Linked DNA regions of Columba livia: region 1 is linked to region 2. The links are chromatin contacts, called in public Hi-C maps. All regions are on one chromosome and are shown on one strand. Each heading gives the region's core, a stretch centred on a gene start, on an enhancer-like site or on the middle of the called end of the contact. The rest is flanking DNA. Distances are from core to core; before and after follow the strand shown.

Region 1 (6,461 bases), core at 3,758-6,257, 45 kb after region 2:
TAATATCCACAATAAGCAGGCAAGTTCTTATTTCTGAATATCCTGCACTTCCTCTTTCTGCACTCCAAACGGGCACAATTTTTTCTTCTTGTTTCATTTCATTTTCATTGTCTCTATAGACAAAATAAAGACCTACACCATTGATAACTGATCTGTACTCAAACAGCATAATATGTAAGAAATAAAGTATGAGATCTTAACTATTCTGCAAAATAATTAATTGCACTCTTCAAGAAACGCTGACCTTAGCCTAGAGTTTAAAGAGGAAGGCAATTCCAAAGGATGGACTACAGAAAGAACTAGACTGCAAGATGAACTACTGAGGGAAAAGTCTATTTTCCAGTGTTCTTTTGAGAACTGGTGAACAAGGCTGCCACCTTCTGGTACATTCACATGTTCACTTGATGCCAATTCTAAATCAGTGCCACTGTCTGACTCTTCCATTTTGATTAGAGCAGGATCATTAATTTCCAAAGGTAAGGACAATGCTGAAGATGGCTGACATACAGCGCTTGGACAATGCTGCTGAGTTTGCTCTTTACAATATACGTTGAAGAAGTCAGCAATCAGGAAAACCTAGCAAGCAGCCAAAGTATAGTATAAATGAGTAGTTCTCCCTCAGCATATGTATCTATGATGGTATTATCTCAATCACGGGATCAGTATTTTGATTGGTAGAGCCATTTAAAGTTTTGTGTTGTTTAAAAGCTAAGTAATTGTTCAGTTAAGTGACCTCCAAAGCTTTACAGCTTGTTTCTTCAGTGTGTAAAATCCCCCACACATTATCTATTTTAGCTACGCTTCTGCCAACATTCGCTATTATCTACTACTACTATACCAAAAGCAGGCAAAACAATCCTCACAAGAAATAAAACAAAACGCAACCTTAGGCCAGAATAGTCTAAAAACCTCACTCGCTTTTTGGGAAACATTTCTCTGTACTTCTAAATGTGTAACTTGAGACAAGTTTTGCCATGTGATGGTGCTTGCTGAACCTTCCCTCCCTTGCCTTTCTGCTTTCCACTCTCAAGTATCTGCATTCCTACAGGAGATTAATCCGTAACTTCTGCTGTTGATCCATCCAGTTTTAGCTTTCAGAGTTGCAGTTTGATTGCTAAAAATGTCTGCATCACTGTTGCTTTCTCTGGGGGTCTCTGTCAGACAGAAAATGTTAAAGCAGACAATACTGATATCCCATGCCGGGTACTTGGGAAATAACTGCAGAAGTGGGTAGGACAGTGCACTAAAGGGGGTTAAAGAGCACAAGGGTTTCCGTTAACCCCCACCCCAGCGGTTCTGGCCCCTGCTGAGGGCAGGACACTCTTCAGGCTACTGGCCTAATCTAACAGATGGACGGCTTGTTTTAAGATGTTGGCTGGAACTGTGCTCTGTGCTGAGACCGTCCATAGACTCACACTCCACTCAGCCAGCAAAATATACTCAGGAGGTACAATTTCATTCTGTCTTTGTTTTGTTGATAGCAGCTTTAATACTCCATTACTTTCCTTTAATTACTCCCCTATCTCAGATAGAAGAAAGTGTTAAAACATATGCCAGCTGGTGTGGTTTCTCTACCCATCTTGTTCCATCACAATAAACAAATATTGCTGCCTTTTGCCAAGAGCTTACTGAAACTGACGCTGAAACATTTTACCTGTCGAAATGATTCTTCCTCTTGATCCTCCAGGACAGTGTTCTCATCAAAATCAATTACACGATCATACATTTGCATATTATACTCCTTCCAAGACACTAATCCATCACCATCTTTGTCATAGTCGTTGAAGTGTTGCTTGGCTTCTTGTGTAACATAATGTTTAAAAGACTGCTGTATCCAGGAACTCAGCTCCTCTGTGAAAATCATTTAAAAAATAATAACATTTAAAAAACCAGAATCAGCTGCGCTATAAAGTCTGTAAAGATGCCACAGGTCTATTCTGTCTGGAATATACTCTGCAATTCAGATGTAAGCATATAGGCAATGGGTTGGTTAAAGCAAAACAATCTGTTTCCCCCATGCTTTGGCTTTTTCAGGTTAACTGAATGAAAGAATAGATCACAGCTACAGCTTTCAGAGTATCATTTCCCCATTCACCCCCCAGGCTACAGCTACATGGTGACTTTAATCTGGCCTATTTTCTGCTGGCAGAAAGAGCGTGATGCATCCCCCTCGGATACACAAGGGAAGCGGGAGGGAAAAATTATTACAGGTAGTGTTCCTACAGCTGCACAGTGAACTGCACCCCTAAAAACTGATCCCATCAGAAGGAAGATCCTTAGTTCTCAGTGGAGAAAGAGCCCTTGGTCAGCTCACTGGAACCTGAGCCAGGGAAGCAGGAAGCACTTTTAGTGCTTGAAATTACTATGTGGCCATGGCTTTTCAAATCTGAAGACAACCAACACTGTAGCACCCTTCCACCTTTTTTTTTTCCTTTGGAGCTTTATAAAAATGATGCTGAATATGGTTTAGACAGACAAATCTAAGCATAACTTTGTAGCCAAAAAAAACATTGTTCACATCAGGTTTGAGAGGTTTTTGGCTTTTTTTAAATCCACAAACTGAAATAAAACTGAATTCGGTGTCATTGCCTTAATTACCCAAACTAAAATATTAACAGATACTTTCCCTCGACTTGAGACTGAAATCAAGCCTTACATATTCTGGAAATGCTTTTAAGCTACTTGTTTTTATAGAAGTGTGGCTAAAAGAAAGCAAGCTTAATATACAGATGAATTCACACAAATATGTTAAAGTTACTTCATTTATGGAAGATTGGGAGAACATATTCTCTCAGTATCTTCCAGTTATTTTCTGGTGCCTGGAAGGGGAAGCCATTCCTCTGCATTGCAAAATTATGTAGCTAAATCAACTCAATTGAAATCCTGCTCTGAAGAGTCATGATGACTAATAATCCTACAGAAATTACTGCTTTAGCGTAGAGAAAATCTTATAGCATTTAAAAATACTGAAGTATCTTATTCTGTCCTTCTTGGCAGAAGAGTCAATACAACTTTAATAGGTTAATTTAAATATCATTGAAAAGCAGCGAGAGATTTTTAAAAATATATTTTGAATACTGAATTTGTATTATGAAAGGAACCAACTTTATAACATTCTGTGAATTGACTGAACATGAGGAGGCGTGTGTGCCATGTGTTGTAACCACCCAGCCTTGTGCACAAACCCAGCATTGCCTTACAAGAAAGTGCAGCGTGATTTTTTAAAGATTGGGTAACATAAGATTTATAGTGTAGTTTATTTCCCAGCGTTTAAGGCACAAGGCACAGCCATCTGAGTACATAATGTCCCGCGTCATTCATCAGACATACTTAATGGTCTGATATTAGAAAAGTGGTATTAATACATCGTATCTTCTCTCACTGTTAGACTCCAAATGGGGGTGCCATTAATAAGGAAAAAGTTCTCAAAGAGTGTTTTGCAACATACTGAGAAATAACTGAGCTGAAAGAGCTTCGATACCATCAGCTTTAGCATAGAAACACATTCCACTGTGAGTTTTCCTTTGGGAAGTGAGGGGAAGGCGAGCTTCCATTAGACTGAGAACCAGATGCAATATGTACCATGAGTAGGGGTGGAATTTCTGCACGTTAAAACAGACCTTTGTGTTGTGAACTGCCTGTTGCTTACTACAGGGACAAGCCATCCTGCCAAAGCTTTATATTGCCTCACCTCTACACAGGAACACTGAAATAAGCGTGCAGTTGACTAGTTTCAGCATATAAATTGAAAGACATTCAACAGATATAGTTGATCTTGTCTTTAAAAGCATATTTTGTTCCCTCACCTAGACAGCTTCATGCATGTTTAATTTCATGTCAATGACGTGTCACTGTTCTGGTGCTTGAACAAAGATTCTAGTTGCTCTGTGAGTGTGCGAGAGACTTCTGATTTTTTTGTCAAAATCACAGCAAAACAATAATATACTGTCATAATGAGTTTAAACTTGAATTAACAAGTGTCATGATGATGTACTGAAAGGGCCTTAGTTTACTGTGGAGTTCACTGGTTTGACTGATAAAAACCTGTCTGGGAGGAGACATTTGATACTATATTGTAATTAAAGGAATACACGGTCCCTTAGTGTCTCCAGGTATTGAAGCGCATGTATGTGATCTAATGGCTGCAGTACTTTCTTTGCTTCTTAAACTTGCTCTCTGAGTTGCACAGGATTTCAAACTCAGAAATCCACTTGGTTCAAACTGACTCCTTGCACATTTGTAGTGTAAGTGCAAAGCTGTATTTATGGGTGTTGCTTTCTTACCTGTGTGACTCACTCCCGTGTGCTCTTGTTGGCCCTCACTTCTTTCATCACATACAACAGAAATCTGAGGGACTAAGCCATCCTATCTAAACTCTGCTGGTACTTCTGACGTGCTGTGAAACAGGGTCGTTATGTCTTTCATGCAGGTTCACCACTAAGCGAGCGGCTGTGTCACTGGGAGCGTGGATCTTTGCCTTCTCCGAGGGCGTCGGGCCCGACCCAGGACTCGGCCAAAGCCCCCGCCCGCCTGACCCCCACGCGTGTCCCAGCCCGGCCCCGGGCTCGCAGCCCCTGGTGCCGCCCGCCGTTACCCTTGCTGAGCAGACCGTCCCCGTCCGAGTCGATCTTCCTCACAATGGCCCGCAGCCGCCGCTGCTGCTCTTCCGGGCTGAGCCGCGCGTACTCCTCCGCCTCCTCCTGCGGCACAGGGAACCGCGCGTCAGCCCGCCCGCCTCAGCCCTGCCCGGCCCGGCGGGGCGCAGCGCCCGTCCCGCGGCCCCAACGGCGGCAAGCGGCGCTCGGGCCGCTCCCGCCCGCGTCCCCCGACCTGTCCGCCGAGCAGCGCCTCCCGGTCGTAGTCGGCGCGGTGCTGTCCGTGCGCCGCGCCCAGCGCCGCCAGGACCAGGCCCAGCGCCAGCAGCGCCGGCCGCCGCCGCATCTCGCCCGCCGAGCAGGGGAGCGGGCCGGCGGCGAGGGGCGGGGACAGGGGCCGCGGAGGGCGGGCCGGGCCGCGGCGGGGGCCGGGAGCGCCGCCTGTGCGGGGAGTCGGACCCGCGACCCTCGCCGCGGCTCTCGGTCCTGTCGGGACACAGCCGGTCCTGTCGGGGCACAGCCGGCCCTCTCGGGGCACAGCCCGTCCCCCTGGGGTACAGCCCGTTCTCTCGGGGTACAGCCCGACCCCTCCGGGTACAGCCCGTCCCAGCGGCTGCTGTGCGAAACGCTCCCAGCGGGAACGTACAGCTCGTTAGCGACAGAAAGTTTATCCTCTCTTGCCCAGTGCAAGGTACAAACTACTATCAAGACGTATAGATAAGTTTCCAACTTTGAAGCATCAGTGAAGCCTGGCAGACTGAACTGCTACCAGAACTCCAGACAAGAAGGTCATCGGGAAACAAGCAGTATGAACATTCTATATTAAAAAGGGACAAATGTTTTGCTTGAGGATCTAACTCATAAATACTGCTTCTAACACAAAGGGAATCAATGCTTTATAAATAACCCAATAAGGCGGAGTGATACAAACTTTCATAGCTTTTCAACACAGATAATAGAAAAAAAAGCTGTAAAATAAATTTAACTTCAATGACCGTGCAGACGAACTAAAAATACATTGAGTGCATGGGCAGGGGGCCTCTCCAGGAATACCATTTCTAAGAGCTGTCACATGAAATGGGGATTGCTCTGATCCCAAGCCCACTGAGGTCAATCGTTCTTACTGGATTAACTGAGATTTATGTAAGGCCATTGTTAGATCTGTTATTTCTCCTTTCAATATTAGTGTACTTCTGGAACTGAAGTGAGATTAACCTACCTGGATTTCCAGAAACGCAGTTGTTGCCAGGATTAAGCAGAGCCCTCAATTAATGGAGGTTGTCTGCTGCGCTGTCCTGTCTCTTCCGTGGTGACAGCGATGTCCTGCTCCCCGGTTAACCTCCAGTTCTATTAACTGTGAAGCACTACGACAGTTCATCTTGAAGATCTGAGAGTAAAATATTGCAATAAATCAGTAAACGTGTTATTTCAATTTCCTGCCCATATAAGAAATGTCTTTCTATTAAAAAATCTAATAGTGAGTTAAGTCCAATATCTTTTATTGGTTTAAATGTCAAATTTCCCATCAGTATTTATATAAATCACATATACAAAATGTGAATTAAGTCATACTCCTTGTGGCATGTGTAGACAAGGCAAAACCTATAAGCAATCAAAACAGAAATAATATTTGACTGGTTTGTGAAACAGTACTGAAGATACTTTGTCTTCTTTGTCTAATGCATTACGAACACCAAAATATCCTCTTTGCTGTATATCTCAAGGGTTGACAAGTGTATCAGATTATACATTTCAGTGCCTAAACAACTGTAATAGCCACCAAATAACAAATTCAACGTAGTTATGTGAAGAGCAAGTTTATGAACAATATCTTCATACGCCAAGATGACTGAAGATAGGAGGAGG
Region 2 (6,457 bases), core at 2,740-5,239:
TTGGTGCCTCTGAAATGGAACCCCACATTTTCCAGAAATGTTGAGCTCTCCCACCCAGGCTCTAAAAATACCTTAATTCGCTAGCTGCTCTTCCAAAGGGTGTTTTTATCTAAACAGCAGGTGCCAGTAGCCGGGTACGCTGTCCTAGCGGCTGTGGTGGGGTTACATTTTCTGTGCGTGAAAGGTTTTCATTCAGCCTCGGGCACATTTAGAAAGCATGCTGTTTCATTGCCAGTGGTTTGCAAAAGAGGGAAAAGAGGTGATATTTTGTCTTGATCCAGGTAAAACTAAGTTGAAGAACGAGCCATTTTGTTTGCCGCCAGAGAGGGTATTTATTCCACTGCCTTGGAGGGCTCCCAGTGAGTGTCCCTTCCCTCTGCTCTGCACTCTGCAGACTGGGGATGGACAAGTTGGAAGTGGAGGGGGAAAGAGGATGAAAGACCCCAGAGGGGATGAACACATTGCGTGCCTCTCTTACCCAGGTCAGAAAAGAAGATGCAAATACTTACGTTGCTTGAGTCTCTCAAATGCCGCCTTCAGCGTGCTGTGTGGCAGAAACAAGTGCGCTTTATTAGTATAGGCTTCTAAGGGTGGGTTGTGAATCTAGAGAAATAACTTTCCCTCAGAATCTCAGAGATTCTCATAGAGATAAAACTCTTAATAGTCTTGTAATAAAAGCTGACCACGCTAACAAGCACAACAGCATCAATCTGTTACCATCAGGAAATGCAATAAAATGCTCCATGAAGCAAGGAATTGCAGTACTCATTATGCACACCCTCTTTTTTTAATCCCTCTGTAGTTGCGACTGTGAATGCTAACAGAGATTTCTCTATTCTCGCACCTTGCCAACGGATACAGGTCAACTGAGTGAAATAAAGACTGTCAAGGGGGATTGGAATTTAGAGCACTAGTCTGAGGGGTAGAGTGAAAGCAGCTCCACCCTCTATGCTGAATGCAGCACCAGCAAGTTTTTCCTCTTCAGTCACTCTTGAAGCAAAGCAGCTTTGCTGTGCGGCATCCCCTGCACGATGCTTTCTGAGCACCCCCGTGTGGCGCAGCTCACTCGCCTTTAAGAGACTCACAAACGGTGCAGGGGTGGTACAGAGGCTGTGAAACCCTGATGCTCCCAGGGGTTTTTGATATCCCAGAAGCACAGCATGAATAAACTGTGCTATGAGATCAGGCCAGGTGCTGGGCTGTGAAGTTCAGCATGGAGATGAGCAAAAAGAGATGTCAGGCTGCTCATCTGAACAGATCTATGTAAATAAGTGGTCCTGCAATGTGGAGTTGCAGAAAGGCACGAAAGGGTAATGATAGATCACCTGATGTCCTGGGTTTCAGCAAGCCAAAGTCCATCCTAAGAAAGCAACAGAGATACCAGTATAGAGGCAATGGGAGAGGAAAGAGCGTAGTCTGTAAGAAGCATTTTCCACTTAATTTGCTTTAGCTCCCAGTTCTCAAGCTGGCAGTGCATTTGTATATGCAGAAGCCAAGGCTGTGGTGTGATTTGGAGGTTTTTCAGATTCAGAAATCATCTATTCAAGAGCCAGAGCGTGGTGTTCCCTGAAGGAGCCAGTTCTGGGATCTCCGTGGAGCCCAGGCAGCAGCCCAGGAGAAAAACCTGTTAATGAAGACCCTAAAATCTCCCTGGCTGAAGCCTGACTACTGGGAGAGCCCAGAAGAGGATGCACATCACTTCCCAGCCATGTGCAGCTGCAGATGGGTAGGGAAATCCAGTTTCTCTTGGGCCATTTCAGGAGTCTGAAGAGACACATGAAGGATCCTGATTGCCCTGTGTTAATTTAGGCTGGACATCTGTTTCCTAATCCAAGCTTGCTCTCCCAGTAGCAAGGCTGCCTTGCCAGGCATAAGAAAAATGCGCAGGCCAGGGGAAGGGCCAGGCCTGTCCTCAGCAATAACTGCCTGGCAACCCGCTTCCAAATCTAAATTGGTAGAAATAGAAGGAAAATACTTTCAGCCAGAAGAGATGAGTACTGAGCAAACTGTTCAGTCCTTTCAGCTTTCAGCTAGATCTGTTGTGCTGAATCTCCTGAGATAAGTCACGGAAAACATGCTAGATTATTTTTCAGTTTTGTCCTAATAACACTTTGAAGTATTAATAATACTTTGAGGGTCCTATAATTTTGAAGGTTCATTTTGCAAAAAAAAATGTGTCTGGCCTGAAATTTTGATGGAAACGATATTTTCACAACACAAAGGAAACGAACAGCATTCTTTCCAGCTAAGTTAATTACAAGCGTGAAATTAGAAGACAAGTTGAATATCAGCAGCGGAGATATCTTTCTTCTCACCTAAAAGCTCTAATGGATCATTTTGAAAGATTAAGTCTATACAAGGAATAAAATTTGCTTTTTCAGAGTAGATTTTCCAATAGGACGTGGGGAATGTGCTAACAAATTCATGTCTGAAATAGGTAAATACTGGAGTGTAAAAAATAGAGGGCACTTGCAGCCTGCACATACTGTTTGCATGCTGTGTTGATCTGTTGTTCCCAGACATTTTTTCCTTTGGTGATTCAGGTTATACAAAGACTGGCAAAATTGTTATGATGAAAAATATCACTTTCTCAGTACATACCAAGGACAAAGGCAATTTACTGGGTTTTTTTGCTTGTTTCCAGGCATCTGAGCTACCAGTGTAATTCATGATCATATGTGAAGCTTTTCTTCTCTTTGCTGGCTCTCTGTAAGGGCGAGGGTATCTGCTGGTATAATAATGCATCCGGCTCCGAGCTGGAGAGCAGCTCATTTGCCCCCTGCCTGGTCTCTAATGGCCTTTTCAGAAAGCTCTGGCCTTTTGCTCCTCTGTGAAAGGTTTGTCCAGCCAGTTCCCTCGCAGCTGACTGGGGCAAGGCCACAGTCCATAAGTGAACTGGAATATACTTAAGACATTTCCTTCCTTCTTTTTGTAAGAATTTTCTAAAATCAGTGAATCAGATCTCATTCTTATGGGGCTTAAGGGAGCAGCAAATATGTCACTGTGCAAAGTTTTGTGTGGGAGAGAGTAAATAAATCAGATTTTGCCCCATGGATCCAGCCGCTATTCCTTTATGACTTCTGGGCTGTGGCAGCAGCGCTGTAGATTAGCACCTCGTTGCTGCGAGATGCTCTGATTATATCGGTGTGATATATCATTTCAGTGCTTTGGAGGGCTTAATGGAAGCAACATGTAGGAGACATACAAGTGGGTTTTAATTTTATCTGGGCTGGTTTGCATGTTGAGTACCTCTTACCTATTTGCTCTGGGGGGGTGTGACTTTCTAATAGCATTGATAAAGGCTTTATTCTGAAGCATCCAAATTGAGGACATCTCACTCTGATGGACACTTTAAAAGAGTGTTTTATCCGCTCAGTACATTATGCTGCTTAGCATTGTGGAAGTAATTATTTTTGTTTATTGTGTGGCCACATTAGAAAACCTGGGTTTGAAAATAGTTCAGGCAAAACTGAAAATTTGCCATTTGCGTTTGTTTGGTTTTTTGTTTTGTTTTAATTGCTCGCTGCGGACATTTCCATGTCAGTTCTGGAAGACTGTTCAGCCACTCCAGCTAAAGACGGAACACCAGCCTTCCCTTCGGGCATCCCTGCGTGGAGCCTCCTGCAGATGACTCACTGAAAACAGGGTTGGACACAAATTTGCTGTGCACGTTGGTTAAATGACTCCCCCTTGGACATTTAAAGATTGGATTTGTCAAAATTAATTTCTAGTGGAAACAGGATTGACTCTGAATCCAGAGTAACAGCGACCGGATAGAGCCAGTGCAACAGCCCCTTTGCTGCAACTTTTGGTGATTTTTGCCATCTAGTGGCTAAAATATTCTTACAGTTTTCTGGGATACCGGCCCTGGCTTCTGCCTTCATTTGCTGTAGTCTCCTGCTACGGCAGAATTGAGCTGCTTTTGTAAAACATGCACGTTTCAGTGTTTGTTTTTTCAAGTGGAGGAGGAGAAGGAGACTAGCAGAGCTTATAGAGGAACAGAGGAACCAAGGGGAGAGGCTCATTACAGTAAAGCTCACCCGTTGTTCAGCGTTCGTACTCCGTAGATTGCAAAATACTTTCCCAAGTGAATTTACTCAGTACACCAAAGCTGGAAAGGCAACCCTGTGTCTCTAGGGCACTGACCACTAGTCCCCGTGGCTCTCCCCTAACAGGGTTGTGGGAAACTGCAGCGGGTCTGTGGAATCCTTGACAGAAAATATGGGAGTAGAGATCAGCCTTGAAGATATTAAGATTTACCCTTGAGAAGGATGGGAGTAAAGGAGTATCCGGAGGTATGGAGTTGTACCCGTGAGAGAGGAGAGAGGTACCCGTGAGAGAGAAGGAGATAAAAGAATAACATGGATGATAGCAAAATTAACCAATAAGGTGTTAGTGCTGTAACTTGTAACCAATAGTGAAAAGATACATGAACTGGTAGAATTGTATAAAAATGCACTTGTAGCAATAAATGGCACTCTATTACTTCAGTCTTGAAGGAACTTGGTCCATGTCGTCTGTCCGTCTCAACCACGACACAGGGCATTTACAGAATGCATCATTTCAGAGCCTGGTTTGATTTTTCTCCCAGCAGAACCTGTCCCCTGCTTTCAAGGCACAAAATGCATCCTGTATTTGAGCGGAGTTTTGCACTCACCCATCGTCGTGGCACAGGTATGAGGAGTGGTGGAGAACTGCTGGATCTGACCATAAATCCATTTTACTCGTTGTGAAAAATTCTCTTACAGTTAGTGAACTCGCCCTAGCTGCTCTCTGTATTTGCCTTCTCTCTCTTCAGTGTTGGACCTTGTTTTTGCTAGAGAACTGGGTTGTTGCCAGCGAGCAGGCTGCGCTGGGCAGTCCTACATGACATAAGGATCACCAGGAAATGTGCTGTAGACAAGGCTCTGGTACCTTCTGCTTCACAGTTATCAAAAGCTGAATTTTATGGCACCAGAGATGTAATGGGCAGAGCTCTGTCAGCAGCAGTGCTGAAGTTACAGGTACACCCACTATGCACACTGTTGTACCAGTTTGGGTTTTTTGTGTTTGTTTTTTGGTTGTTTTGTTGGTTGTTTTTTTGGGGGACTTTTTGCAACTGTAGGCTTGATGGTTTGGGCCCTTTTACGACTTTGCCTTTAGAGGCTGGTTTAACTGAGTAATTCAGAGAATCCCTTTATATTTTGTACACAGGAAGGTAGAACAGGCTCTTCTAACCGGAAAACCACAGCTCTTTTTCTTTTCTACCTTTACTTGGTGAATAGAATTGTGAAACAACCCCACCTTCCTTTCTGGTAGGTTTCCATTTTAACATCAATATGATCTACAACATTCTGTTCTTACTGTAGTTTTTTTTACATATTCTTTCTGAAGTTGAGAGGAGTCTCTGCCAGATGAACTCCACAGACTGCTTTCCAGAAGTCCTGTTCACCCTCTGCCACCTGAAATCCTGATGACATGGTTATGAAACCAAACCAACACCAGTCTCCATGGTCAACAGCTGTCTATCCTCCTACCACACAGGGAAGACCCAATGTGGTTTTACCAACATCTCTTTCTGTGATGCCCAGTGGTGGTAGCAAAGTGTGGGGAAAACAAGTTCAGAAGCATCTGATCTAAAATAATTTGCAACTGGGACTCTGTCTGCATTGCAAAGAAAGAAAAATGGGGGAGATGTTGTGCTCTTTTAACAGGGTGGTAACTAAGTCACTACCAAGTCCTGGGCCGGGCACATAGAGTATTTCACATGAGAATCATGTCTAACGTTGCTTAGTGCGGATGCGATGAAGACATTGAAGAATTAATTTTGAAGGGATGTTTTCTACCTGTTCTCAGAGGAGCGATAAACAGAAAGGCAAAAACACTCAGTGTAGCTGGAAAGATCTCTGTACAGGTCCCAGCTGTGCTGTGGTGTCTAAAGCACCTGTGGCAGAGAACGGGTGTGAGCAGCACCCTTGCTCTGAGCAGGAGAGCTCCAGTTTCTGTCTGTCTACAGGTCAGTGATAGCAAGGCACTAGCTGGCACAAGCTCTTATTGGAGGCTGCACTGTGCAGATTAAATCCCTTGTGACTCCAAAATGACCTATGCCATTCAAATCAAAAGATTAAGCAATTAAAGTGTTTTAACCTTTAACATAAAACTAAATTTCTTCATGTTGTCTTGTAAAGAGAGCGGCCCTGCTCAAAAATGCCTATCCTCCTCACCAGAGAGCTCCCCGAGGTTGGGTTTCACAAGACCTGAGCAGAGACTTAGGTTTTTCAGAGTATGTGCCTGGGTCCATTTTCACAGAGTCCTGAAAGTTCAAAGTTCCAGTGTGTAAAACTCTGTGCGGGTTCAGAACATTTTTGATGGAAAATAACAAAGCATGGAAGGATGTGACCTTCCAAAATGACTTTTAGATTCAGTTCAAAAATGCCTGCTTTGTGTGAATAATACAGAGGATTCTGTATATTATGTG

Evidence for each region. Hi-C and Micro-C count contacts between places; a contact is called where the count stands out from the background.
Region 1: a Hi-C map of liver shows a contact between it and region 2, with 3 times the contacts expected there. The contact joins the promoter of RCN2 here to the enhancer-like site in region 2. A contact is called at or near these places in 2 of 2 Hi-C or Micro-C datasets (crop and liver).

Annotation. Positions count from the first base shown.
Region 1 is chr11:18,381,069-18,387,529 of bColLiv1.pat.W.v2, forward strand. It overlaps RCN2 (reticulocalbin 2), which reads right to left and starts at 5,008. Exons shown (of 7, transcript XM_065076259.1): 1 at 4,831-5,008; 2 at 4,595-4,700; 3 at 1,655-1,851. The coding sequence starts at 4,941.
Region 2 is chr11:18,336,667-18,343,123 of bColLiv1.pat.W.v2, forward strand. It overlaps PSTPIP1 (proline-serine-threonine phosphatase interacting protein 1), which reads right to left. Exons shown (of 15, transcript XM_005500973.3): 4 at 510-544. Among named protein-coding and RNA genes, the nearest start is that of PSTPIP1, 25 kb to the right of the region's middle. Within about 2 kb of position 3,990, at least 1 of the 3 cell types and tissues checked has an H3K27ac peak away from gene starts, as active enhancers do.